Linked DNA regions of Mus musculus: regions 1 and 2 are each linked to region 3. Evidence: chromatin contacts called from public HiChIP or PLAC-seq and promoter capture Hi-C data. All regions are on one chromosome and are shown on one strand. Each heading gives the region's core, a stretch centred on a gene start, on an enhancer-like site or on the middle of the called end of the contact. The rest is flanking DNA. Distances are from core to core; before and after follow the strand shown. Region 1 has its middle 43 kb from the start of Naa30. Region 2 holds the start of Otx2os1 (orthodenticle homeobox 2 opposite strand 1). Region 3 holds the start of Atg14 (autophagy related 14).

What was found. HiChIP or PLAC-seq counts read pairs in DNA pulled down with a chosen protein or histone mark. Capture Hi-C pulls out chosen DNA fragments and counts their contacts.
Region 1: a contact with region 3 is called in an H3K27ac HiChIP or PLAC-seq map of embryonic stem cells, with 4 times the contacts expected there. The contact joins the enhancer-like site here to the promoter of Atg14 in region 3. A contact is called at or near these places in 1 of 39 promoter capture datasets (hippocampal neurons) and 3 of 115 datasets of contacts at active chromatin or transcription factors (astrocytes and embryonic stem cells).
Region 2: a contact with region 3 is called in a promoter capture Hi-C map of pancreatic islet. The contact joins the promoter of Otx2os1 here to the promoter of Atg14 in region 3. A contact is called at or near these places in 3 of 39 promoter capture datasets (embryonic stem cells, hippocampal neurons and stem cell-derived epiblast-like cells) and 1 of 9 other capture datasets (pancreatic islet).

The regions. Positions count from the first base shown.
Region 1 is chr14:49,127,571-49,131,572 of GRCm38.p6, reverse strand. No RefSeq gene overlaps it. Among named protein-coding and RNA genes, the nearest start is that of Naa30, 43 kb to the left of the region's middle. Within about 2 kb of position 2,447, at least 10 of the 459 cell types and tissues checked have an H3K27ac peak or open chromatin away from gene starts, as enhancers often do. A contact at or near this core is called in embryonic stem cells, where this site is marked.
Region 2 is chr14:48,667,279-48,671,283 of GRCm38.p6, reverse strand. Otx2os1 (orthodenticle homeobox 2 opposite strand 1) reads right to left here and starts at 1,996. Exons shown (of 5, transcript NR_029384.1): 1 at 1,888-1,996; 2 at 835-990. Otx2 (orthodenticle homeobox 2) reads left to right here and starts at 3,640. Exons shown (of 5, transcript NM_001286482.1): 1 at 3,640-3,856.
Region 3 is chr14:47,567,109-47,571,292 of GRCm38.p6, reverse strand. Atg14 (autophagy related 14) reads left to right here and starts at 2,859. Exons shown (of 10, transcript NM_172599.4): 1 at 2,859-3,107. The coding sequence starts at 2,887. It also overlaps the pseudogene Gm6616.

The DNA of each region.
Region 1 (4,002 bases), core at 1,198-3,697, 1.6 Mb before region 3:
TTGAACTATATCTCAATTGTGGTAACCTTAAAATCACTATGCTTATATTCAAATTATCCCCAGCAAAAGTTTTCAGGACAGAGCACTAGTGATTCTCTTCCAACTGCAGCTCAATCATGAATTTGATAGAACATTTGGATAAATTGTCAGGGCAATTTCCACTTGTCATTCCTGTAAATATACCAAGCACCAACATACTCACAGGCTAGTATGACTATTAGAGAACTTGTTTGCAGGGAAGTGTCAAGATTCCTAGGAATTTGAGACAAAAGAAACATTCAGGAAAGCATAGTCAGTCTGTCACTCACTTGAACCTGAAAGAACCTAGTGGGGAAACCCCCACTCACGCACCCAAGAATCACGAACAAACAGACCGTCTTGATGTAAAAACACGAGGTAGTTTAATGGCGGAGCTCCGGGTCGAAACGTAGGAGACAGTGGATTCGGCTTGGAAACTAGGGGTTTTTATAGGAAAGGGGCTGGGGGTGGGGGAGGAATTGGCTCGGTTTCACATGATTGGTCCATTTAAACATCAGCAGACTGTACATGCAGATAACATTTAACTTAGGTCAGAAGGGCAGGAGATAGGGAGGCACCGGGCCAGTCCTGACATGTCATTCTCTTTATCTTTATGGCCAAGCAGCCTCAGGAATGTCTTAACGACCGGCCTGCCTGGGCATGTCCTGGCCTGTTCTGCTATGTTCTCAGCCCCAGGTTTCAAAGCTCACAGACAACTCTTTGGGCTATTTGACATAAATTACATGAATCACAGGTCTCAAGTTTTATTTTCTTTCAAACCTATGTCCTCATTTATTCTTATGTGGGTAATACGCCTAGTCACGTACAACTTCTAAGTAGCAATACAGTAAATCCAGGACAGACTATCAACTGTGAAAAAAAGTCAGAGGGAAAAAGGCAGGTGAAGCCTGAGAGCCATGGCCATGCAGCTTCTAACACAGACCAGTGCCGCAGGTTCTGTTGTAGATCTTTTTCTTTTACATTTCTCCAGTACAGAACACTCCAGCACTCCTATAGCAAGGTGAGAGATGGACACAGCTAGGAGAATTTCCTGCAGTATGTGCTGCAGCAGCAGCAGCAGAAACAAAGGAAGATCCTGCCTCAACAAGGCAGCAGGCAAGAATCAGTTCCCTGAAGGTGTCCTCTGACCTCTCCCTGCACACCATGGTACACACACACACACACACACACACACACACACACACACACACACACCCTAGAATTGTAATGTTAATTAATGCCTTTGACTCTGAACACATGTTACGCCTTGATCATAGTGTTTTGCTGCAAGACATTGAACTAAGGCTATTTTAATCTTCCTCTTCCTCCATTCCTTTCCTTTCTTTTTCAATATTGAGGGTTGAACCCAAGGCCTTAGATGGGCTAGACAAGGGTTCTATTATCAAAATACACCCCCAGCCTTAATTCACATTTTTCATTTAAAACATAACAGATTTAATAAGGGAAAGCACTTAAGGTCAGTTGTGTTGGCTTTGTTATGGAGGCCATACCATAAGCCCCAGATTCCCCTTTGCTTGTTTTACTGCATCTCTTCCTTCCTGAAGAGCTGCCTGTTTGGGCTTATCAATAACTGCTTGCTGTTAGTAAAGAAATAGGCTGAAAACATTAGCTTCTATACTGCCACTAAAAGGAGCCACTTCTAGTATTCTTACCCTCCATGTTCTGGATGAGAGTGTGAAAACCACTTATCAAGATTATATTTTTCATTTTTGAGTTCTTTTGTTTTATTTTTCTTCTTCCATCTCTCCCTTCTGCCAAAGTTAATGTCTTATTTATTTATTTTTTGATGCTTTTACTGAAACAGGGGCCTCAGTTGCTTCAGAATGATTGGTCTTATAAGTTTATAAACCATCTACCCTTTAAACAAGGTACAGAAGCATGGAATTGTGCATCCACTCAGTTATATGGAACATTCAAGTTACCAGTGCTTTGAGTTCTTGCTGTGAGCCTTACCCGGTTCTGAATTCCCTCAGAAATTATTTGCGGTAGTCGATCTTCCAGAGACACTAGTTTCCTGTTCTGTCACTGGTAGCTTTCACGTGTGTGCTTCATGATGGCTGTAAAGGGCCACACTGAGAAGCCATGTGATTGATCATGAACTAAACAAATAGTATTTTTTTTTCAAGCAGCTTTAAAAATAAAAACGGACTCTAAACGAGTTGCTAGGACGTATGTGGATCACCACATCCTGCTTGCTGTCTCTTTTATGTTATGGAAACTAGCCGTAGGGATGGATTTTAAGGGACAGTAATAGTTATAGGAGCAGTTGCCACAATGTCACAGACTCCTTTGATGTCTTTATGTACTTGCAGTCGCAGGTGATATTTGAATCTTATCCAGTGCCATTTCCGTCTTGCCCAATGGGGAAAACGATTCTTGTGGGCATTCTTTGTACTGTTTCCACCTGCCACGGGGTATTAGCAGATTACAGGAAACACTGGGAGGTGCCCTGTGACATCCAAGTGAACAATGGCACATTTGTTTGCCTTTCTGCCTTCAAGGACATTTGAAGGGTGACTTCTGAATAGAGTGTTTTTGTGAACGTTAAAAAGCTGTGTATTCGTGTGAACATAGACAGAGGAGAGACATAACTTCCAACCCCATAACTGAAATGAGAGCTCTAACACAAGAGGCCAGTTTTCTAGTGTTTTGTGTTGTGTTGTGTTGTTTTTAATTTCCAGTTTGCTCCTAGGCACCTCCTGCTCAGGAAAGCCGTCTTAGAGACACCCAGGATCACACGGGGGGCTGCGGCCAGCAGCCAGCAGCCCTACCTTCCTTTGACAATGTGGAAGAATTGTTAAGAGGAATGCCTTTCTTCCCACATCTCTGCCTGTCAGAAAAGACAGCTATGCAGACTTTCTCATGCCATTCCTGATTACCATACCTTTTATTACCTTGGATCATGACAACTAGAAGAAGCAATCAAGAGAGGAGTCTGTGAGATTTTATGTTATCATAGAAAGAATTCCAACAACGGAACTAGCATGGCTAAATCCCTCATGAAAATGTGACTAACAGTAGCTAAATCACTTTATTCCACAACATTTCTGACACCTCACAAGCCCAGATTGCACAATAGAATTCTACAGAGAATATGTGGCCAACCTGAATTTTATTTCTTATTTCCATAAAATGAAAAAGATACTAGTTGGATGAGTCTCAAGTGTTCCAAAGTCCTGTTTGGTTGGTTAGGTTTTTTGTTTGTTTGTTTGTTTTGTTTTGTTTTTCAGAAACAGTGTCTCACTATATAGCTATGGCTGTCCTGGAACTCACTATGTAGACCAGACTGGCCTCGAACTCACAGATGCACCTGCCTCTGCCTCTCTAAGTGCTGGGATTGAAGGTGTGTACTACTACTCTGGCTAAGCGTTAGGACATTTTCTGCATGTTGACAAACATTTGTTTAAATTGAACTTGGGAGGCTCTTAGCTCTTAAGATTCATTTATGTGTTATTATCCTCTATTACGACAATTAGAAAAAGACAATCAAGAGAATAATTGTCTGTGAGATTTTATGTTATTGTAGAAATTGGCTGGTCTGGGTTGTCTAAAGGTTGGCCGGTAACAATACAGACAGGCATGTGGCTAGTCCATAAACCTCTGAAAAACTGCAGTGGGGCTGGTATCTCTCACTGAAGGAGAGATATAGGTGCTACGGCTCAATTGGTGTTCAGTGTTAAAAGACTCAAGATTAGATCAGGGACAACTGAAGAATAAAGACCTCCCTGTCAATGAGCATCAATCGTGCACAGAAACGGACATTCACCGAGCAGAGTTCCGTCCTCCTGCCCTGGAGAGTTTTCCAAAAGTTTAGAGACGTCAATAAGGCCAAGCTTCAACTGGCTGCAGGCGCAGCAGCTTTTCCACCGGCAAGAACATACGTAGTGAACCAGCATCGTTTTGCGTCTCCCATGGTGACTGCCAGTCGCGTGCAGGCTTTTGTCTATCCTTTGTGTACTGTTA
Region 2 (4,005 bases), core at 747-3,246, 1.1 Mb before region 3:
TCTTAAAAAAAAAACTAGTGAAGAATTACTTCTTTTTAATAGGTGATGATTCTCATGCAAAATGTGGTCACCCCCTCTTCCCCACACTGTCCACTGAATTGCTGAAAAGATTTGAAATTAATCTTCATATTTCGGAAGTTAGTGTCCAGGGAGTCTAACTACTCCCCCCACCAACCCCCACTGTGCTCTTGTGGGATATGGGTTTTCTTCTTTTTTTTTAATTAGCCTGGAAGACCCCAGGGATGGTTCTCCCCTCCCCCACCCACTCCCATAGTTAATAAACTTGGAGGAAACTTTGGAATATTTTAAACCAGCTTGGCATTTTGAATGGAGAAAAATCAGCCCAGTTAGTGATATACATAAATCCAGATTACAAAACATGGATATCAGCCATAATGTGGGAATCACATACAAGCCTTGACAAATAACTTGGTGCCTGTATGCTGCTACTTTCCCGAAGCTTCATATCTCATCAGCCTAGCAGAGTAATTGTACACACAGCCACTACGACCCACCCACTAGTTAATGAGAATTGTTGGGAAAAAAAAAAAAAACCACAATCAAGCTATCTTAAGTCAGTTTCATAGGAAATGTTTTTGTTTTCTAAATGGGAGAAAAGTTAAACTCTGGATAAAGGAAATACAATGAATGGCTAGGAAGAATATTGGAGGCTCAAGAACTTACTGAAAATCAAGAGATGTTTCCATCCAAGGAGTCTTTTTCTCCCATCAAGCTTCTAAGGGTTTCTGTGAAGCAGCCCACCCTCTCCACCCCCCTTCTCCCAAAGCCAGTGGCTTTTGTCCTGACCTAGAATAGGGTTTGTGGAAACCGTACCTGAGCCGGGGTGTCTGCAATTTCCAAATTGACAAGAAGAGACTGGAAGATAAAATGCATGTTCTTACAGGTGAAGAGCAATTTTGCAACTTTTCCAGGCGACACAGGAGAAAGCTTGCCTGCTACCAACTGCTGGAGAGTCTGGGCAGAATTCCTCTAGAAAGAAAAAAAAGAAAAGTCTTTTTTCCCTTCCCTCCCTTGTCTTCATCTCTGGCTCTGGCTCTCTTTCTCCTCCTATGTGCGTGTGCGTGTGTCTCTCTCTCTTTCAGATCCAATCTTTTGAGAGCTGCAGCACACTGCTAAGCTAAAGGGAAATTCTCTTTGATAAAGCAGTGTTTCCAGCTTCTGGGTTTTAAAACCTAAATCTATATTCAAATCTGGCTGAAGGTGTGTTCTGGGATTTATGAAAAGCCTCTTAAAGGGGTAAATTTACCAAACCGTGACAAAATCATCACGATCTTACTTTAGACATCTGAAGTGGATGAGAATTTTAAAGAGACCCTTGTTTATTTAACACTGTCCGTTTCCAACTGGTGGTTTATTGGCCCTGTATTTCCGCGAAGTTATTAGACTAGAGGGCAAAGGAGAAGCGGGGGGCTGTGTGCTGCCAGCCGCTGAAGGGGAAAGCCCTCCCACGCTGTATCTAACAGAAATCCTCCACTGTCTATAGCACTCCGGACTTTTCTGGGAGGTTTGGTTGCTCTGGGTTGTCTCAGGATGACACCCCAAACCTTTACCCGGGCCTTGAGAGGTTCCTAATGTCTCCGGACCCTACTGTAGATGTATCGCTTTCTCTCCGGATTTTTTCATTTACTTTGAGTGACTCACAAGCCCTCGCTCTATTTCGTTACCGCACCCCACCTCTACTGCCCCCAAGGCCTTGCTCCCCTACATCCACAATGGCCTTTTTCTCTTTTCTTTTCTTTTCTTTTCTTTTCTTTTCTTTTCTTTTCTTTTCTTTTCTTTTCTTTTCTTTTCTTTCTCGCCCTTTGATGCTTTCAACATCATTATGATCAAACCGGGGAGAACTCTTTTCTCGGGGTGGGAAACAACCTCTTTTTCAAGAGATTCGCGTGGATTTGCCTTTCCATCATACAAAGCACGATGGCTCGGACCAAGAGCCAGGACCTGCTTCCCACAGCCCGGGCCACGCGGGACAACTGCCTGGGACATTTGTTTACCTCTCCTAAATGAAAGGCCTTAGGGACAGTCGCCAGGTGTTTCTGCACAGTGGGGGCGGGGTAACAAGGAAAGATCCGTACTCACCCTCCCCCCTAGCCTAGGCCCCACAAAGTCGTGGCTCTGGGGAACGCGACAGCCAGGAGTTTCCTTAGGACTGGAACAGCTACGAAGGAGCCAGGAAGAACTGGGCAAGCCCGGAGGAGCTCGAGGGTTCGCGGAGCCTCCAGGACCCCAAGGCTCTTAGGACACACCTGCAAGTCTGCAGCGGCAGCGGAGTGCCCAGCCTTAGGCCGGAGCCGAGCCCAGCCGGGCTGCCGAGAACTTGCAGCCTCGTGCGCACTCCCGTAATTCGCTAATTGCTGTAAATCCCAAGGACGGCCACATTTGATTACACATACAGTATAAGAACCGACAACAAAGCGACGAATTAATTACCAACTTCATTAACATAGGTCCCCAAATTAAAGGCAACGAGCTGTTTCTTTGGGCCCACTAGCAGTGGTGGCGGTGACTGAGGTAGTGAGGGAGGGGTGGGTTTTTTCGTTTTGTTTTGTTTTTCCTTCTGCATTGGGAGTTGTGAGGGGAAAGCTATCCTCCCCCCCCCTCCCCCTCCCAGCCTCCATTCACACACTCAGCAGTAGCGTTTGCCCCTCACCTCCCCCCGCCCCGTCCCCTAATATTCTGTCCAGCGTGTTTCTGCTTTTCTAGAAAACTCTGATTCTTGTTTAAAAAAAAAAAAAAAAAAAAACCAGTCTGGACCAGAAGAAGTTGAGTTGGTTGACCCTGCAGCATCCCAGCTCCCGAGTTTCGGCCTCTGAGTAGGGCGCCTCCATCCCTAGTAACTCCCAGGCCTGAAGTACCAGGCGTTTGTTCTTAAGCACAAACTGTTTCTACTGGGGGCTTTTTGTCACCTCATACTCAGCTGGAGAGATTTGAGGTATCCCCTCCCTTGGCCGGAAATCTGCCTTGGCGGTAGATTTGGGAGCTCACGTTTTCTTTTGTATCTTGCTCTATGCTTATCAAATTGAAAAAACATGCCTGGAAAGCCAGAACTCCAGAGACCAAGGGTTATTCTAAGGGGTAAAAGAACAGCCAGTGAGGACGCTGGAGTTTTCAGACAGTCCATAGCTGCGTGACTCTCTGCCTACACTGCATGTTCACAGCTCAGTTCCACTCTTGTTCATCTTCACCCATTTTTCCCTCAGCGCCGTCTGGTCCTCTTCAAGAGAACATAGCCCTGTTTTTAAGCCTGTGCCTGGGTTTGAGTTCTGCCTCTGACCCACACATTCTTTGCTAGCGTTGGAAATCGAAAACGGGGTACTACCCCCTCCCTCCTTCCCCTAGCTTTGACTTAAATATTTTCCTGCTTTATGTTGTTTGGTATCCTTTCTCTAAAATAAAAACAAAAAAGAAAAGGAGGATAAGAAGGAGTATAAAGGAAGAAGAAAAGACCGAAGAGGGAGGCCTTCCTGTCCATCATTTTAATTATACAATTAGTTCACATGCTTGGGCCCATAATGTATATTTTAAGCGTAGCCCAGTGTTTTAAAGAACGTTCTGGTAGTGTCGGAGGCCTGGATTTGTTGCCTGCTCTTCCCCCCGTGCAGCAGCGGCCTGTTTTCCTCCCCCTGTTGTGTGTTTTTATTATTTTCCCTCTGGCTTAGATGTGTCAATCATTCTCTCCCTGCCATTGGTTGGAGAGTTTGCGTCAAAAAGTTGCCAGAGAGGCGCTTTCTCAGCAAATCTCCCTGAGAGCGGAACCTTCCTCAGCTCCAACTCAGCCTCCACTGTTACTAAAAAATAAAAATCGCTAGAGGAGCTCAGTCGCCACCTCTACTTTGTATGTATCGTAGACGGACACAAGCCTGTTTACAACTCTGGCCACTTCATTTTATGTTTTCTTTTAATTGTTTTTTTTTTCTGGTTATGTTTGACTTTTTATGGAAAGGTGAAGACTACAAGGTTTTTAACTGAATGCTCTTGATTTCT
Region 3 (4,184 bases), core at 1,610-4,109:
AGAAGGGGTGTTTGAGAGTGGTGAAACAAATGACTCAGGTCAAATTGTGGGTTACGAGTTGGCAGCCTATGTTCTCTTCCAGACAGCTTTCTCTTGCTATTGTAAAAACTCTCTGGATAGCTCATGTTTTGCAGACCAAATACCCAGTTTTTCATTAACATATCAATTCAGTCTTTACTGCAGGTTCCCTTTGATTGTTCCACATCCCAACCCTGTCTCAGAGTGAGATAGCAAACACATTTTTAAAAAATTATTTATTTATCTATCTATTTATTTATTTTTGTTTTGTTTGTTTTTTTTTTTTTGGTTTTTTTTTTTTTTTGGGTTTTTTTTTTCGAGACAGGGTTTCTCTTTATAGCCCTGGCTGTCCTGGAACTCACTCTGTAGACCAGGCTGGCCTCGAACTCAGAAATTCGCCTGCCTCTGCCTCCCGAGTGCTGGGATTAAAGGCGTGCACCACCACGCCCGGCCTTTGTTTTGTTTTTCAAGACAGGGTTTCTCTGTGTAGCCCTGGCTGTCCTGGAGCTCACTTTGCAGACCAGGCTGGCCTCGAACTCAGAGATCCGCCTGCCTCTGCCTCCTGAGTGCCGGGATCAAAGGCATGCGCCATCACGCCCAGCTTGTGTTATTCTTTAATAAAAGCTGTACAGCTCATCCATGATCCTGAGTTCTGGTTGGTCCTCCTTTTGGATCTTCTCCCTCATTAGGCCTGGAGCTAAATCAGGTAACCACTGTCATATTTCCTTCTGGATTCCTTTCTAGCTCTGTATCTCTGAAGGATGGGTCTTATGACTCCAGATATTCCAAGTTATTCACACACTAAAAGGTTATTGTTTTTGTTTGGGTTTTGCCTTGTTTTAAAAACATGGTCTAGCCAATTTTAAACTTTCAAAAACTGTTCAAGTTTAGGGGAAACTATTTGGAAAATGATACAGGGAGTTTGATTTTTTTGTTTTTTTGTTTTTTGTTGTTGTTGTTTGTTTTTCAAGACAGGGTTTCTCTGTGTAGCCCTGGCTTGATTTTTTTTATTTTTCTTTTTTTGATTACTCTTCTAATCCCAATTGTATTTAAACAGACCCTGGAGAAGGGGCAAAGTTAGCCAGGTTGTAGTCACCAACTTTTGATTATAGGCAACTGGCTCCTATAACCCAGGCTCTAGGCCCTACATGGCTACTGACCCTGTCCTTTCTAAGGCAGACTTCAGTCTCAAGGTGGAGTGTGAGGAAAACATCAGTTGGTACCCAGCAGGCAGCTCTGAGTGCTGGCAGTGTGACTTGGGAGAAAGAGTTCAGACCTTATCAGTGGACACCCTGATGAAGCCATTCTTGAGAATCATTGGTCCAACTGGACCTCCGGCTTTACTTCTGTTCCCTTCTATGGTTTAGAGGCATATCAAAAAAAATTTTTTTTCTGATATAAACCTCCTCTTTCTGAAGAATCTTTTTTTTTTGAAAAAAAAAAAAAAAACCACCCAAATCTTTATTGTATAGAATATATATAAAATCCTCCAAGATGCTACTCTCTCATTTCCCCATCTTCCTCTTCTTCTTCAATGCCTCTGATGTAGAGGACATTATTACACCTTTTTAGAACTTCACCTAGATGTTCAGACAGCTCCCCATCTATGTACTCTTCTGTATTTGCAAGCTGCATGTTCATGTAGCCATCCATGGAGACCAGGTACTCCATGCCCCACTTAAGTTTCACCATCACTGGCTTTCCTGTCAGTCCATTGAGAGAAGTCTTGGGATTGAGGGGTAAACTCATCGCGACCACTGGCGAGCGCTGCACCCCACTAGCTGTCGACCCCGCCGCTGCCCGCCCCTCGTGACGGTGACCGGAGCGGCTGCTGCTACACGCAAGCGACCCGCGCTAAGAGAAAATCCTTTCTGAAGAATCTTAGGAGGAAATCCTAACTATCGAGTTCAAATTCTCTTAGAACATGACCCAGAGGAGAGGGAAGGACAGAAGCCAATAGAACTCAGTTTTCTGGCTGTGCTTACAGCTAGATTTCTGTGATTACACGCTTGAAATCTGTTAGCTCACGAGGCTGCCACAGGAGGACTGGAACTCGAGGGAAATGGAGGCTACGTAGAAGCACTATCCATTAAAAGCTGATTTCAAAAACATTTATCGCCGGGCGTGCGCCCAGCACTTGGGAGGCAGAGGCAGGCAGATTTCTGAGTTCGAGGTCAGCCTGGTCTACAGAGTGAGTTCCAGGACAGCCAGGGCTATCCTGTCTCAAAAAAAAAAAAAAAAAAGAAAAGAAAAGAAAAAAACCCCACATTTATCTTTGATTTACATCTTCAGTTTGTTTGTTTGTTTGTTTGTTTGTTTTTACTGATGTCGGGAGTGTTAGCCTGCTATGGGAGGTTTTTGCTCAACCCTCTCTGGTTATGGAGGTATAGCAAGTATATCCCCAACCAAGACAAAGTCGGGCAGAGGCGTTAAAAGATTTTCTTCAAATTCCACAGCTTTTAAGAAGGAAGGTGAGTCAAACTTCAGTTAGTTTGAGATCCAACTCTCTCCCAACCTTGCTCCTTGCAGTTTTAGCCCAAAACCTAAAAGTAACCTTAATGAATGAAATGAAATCCCTTGTTCTGTTCCCGCACCTTCACTGAGAATGCTTGGGCACTTATTACTGTATTTTGCATAACGTAGAGGCTTCGTTTGGCGCCACTCCAAGGGTTGAACTGCGCAGCCGCCAAGGAGTGTGGGAAGTAGGACAAGAAGATCCCTGGTTCCTAGATTCTCCGCCTCTGAGCTCCAGCCCCAACCTCTGGACCGCCCCCTTTCCCGCCCCGGCCTTCAGGCCCCGCCTCCGAGCCCAGGATGCACCTGGATAAAAACAAAATCCCACGTGACTGGCCCTGAGCTCAGATCATCATGGCGTCTCCCAGTGGGAAGGGATCTTGGACGCCCGAGGCTCCTGGTTTTGGGCCGCGGGCGCTAGCACGGGACCTGGTGGACTCGGTGGACGACGCCGAGGGCCTTTACGTGGCTGTTGAGCGGTGTCCTCTGTGCAACACCACTCGCCGGCGGTTGACTTGCGCCAAGTGCGTCCAGAGCGGTGATTTCGTCTATTTCGACGGCCGCGACCGGGAGAGGTACGGCGGCCGCCACGGCCCTATTGTTTCTGCTTCTCTGATTCCTCTGGCCCAGCCACCAGAGGCTGGAGGCTGGACACCCTAGGCCGGGCCCAGGAGCCCTGCGAGTGTGGAAAAGAGAATGGAGCTGCTTTGCGCTGGCGCTTTGTTGCCAGTGGCAGGGTGGGGGTGGGTGCTAGGTGAACGTAGGTTGCTGTTCCCCACCACCCACCAGAGTTTCTCTAGGGTCCTCTTGGGTACTTGGGGAAAGGAAATACAGTCCTTCTGGAGAAGTCTGTGTAGAGGAGTCTTAGTTCTCCCATTCAGAAGCGTAGTTTTACCTTTTCCCGTCTTCAGACATAAATACATTTTACAGAAGGAATCCGCAGAGAACTAAATTGGTTAGGAGGGCTTGAACCTTGGTTGTCTGTGTCACAGGTGGATACAGCTCTTTGTGAACGAGGACCAGGACTAGGTTACTTCCTTCTGTAATCCCAAAGTTGATTTTGTCACTGGGGATACTGGACTGTGTTTTTGAGTTGCAAGTCCTTAGTTAAAAGAACTGCGTTTAAGGAAATATTTTGTCTTTCTTTTGAATTAAGATATTAGAAAACTGAATGCTTAGCTGAAGAATCTTTTACTCCTAACGTTTGTTTCAACAATAACGAAATAGGTAACTTTTTAGTATGTTTGTTTGAGACAGTGTCTCACTATGTAGCTCTCTCTGGGTGGCCTGGAACTCACTATATAAATAAGACTTGCCTGGAACTCGGAGAGATCCTTCTGCCTCTGCTTCCTGAGCGCTGGGAAAAGTGTGTGTGCTATTATGTCCAGATAAAACAATTTTTTAGTCCTAAATTTGAAGCATTTATTTTTTTACAACAACCCATGCAAGTTATTGCCAGCCGATTACTTGAGGAGACTTGTACGTAGTAAATGCCTTGTTCCAAGGCCCCAAACAGTTAAAACCCAGACATCCTGGATCCATATACGGGTGCATTTAACTGCAAGGCTATGTAACATGTAAATTTTGGGGGTGTTTTAATCCCCATTATTCCTGTGAATGGGGCTCATTTCTTTTTCTTCTGAAAATACTGG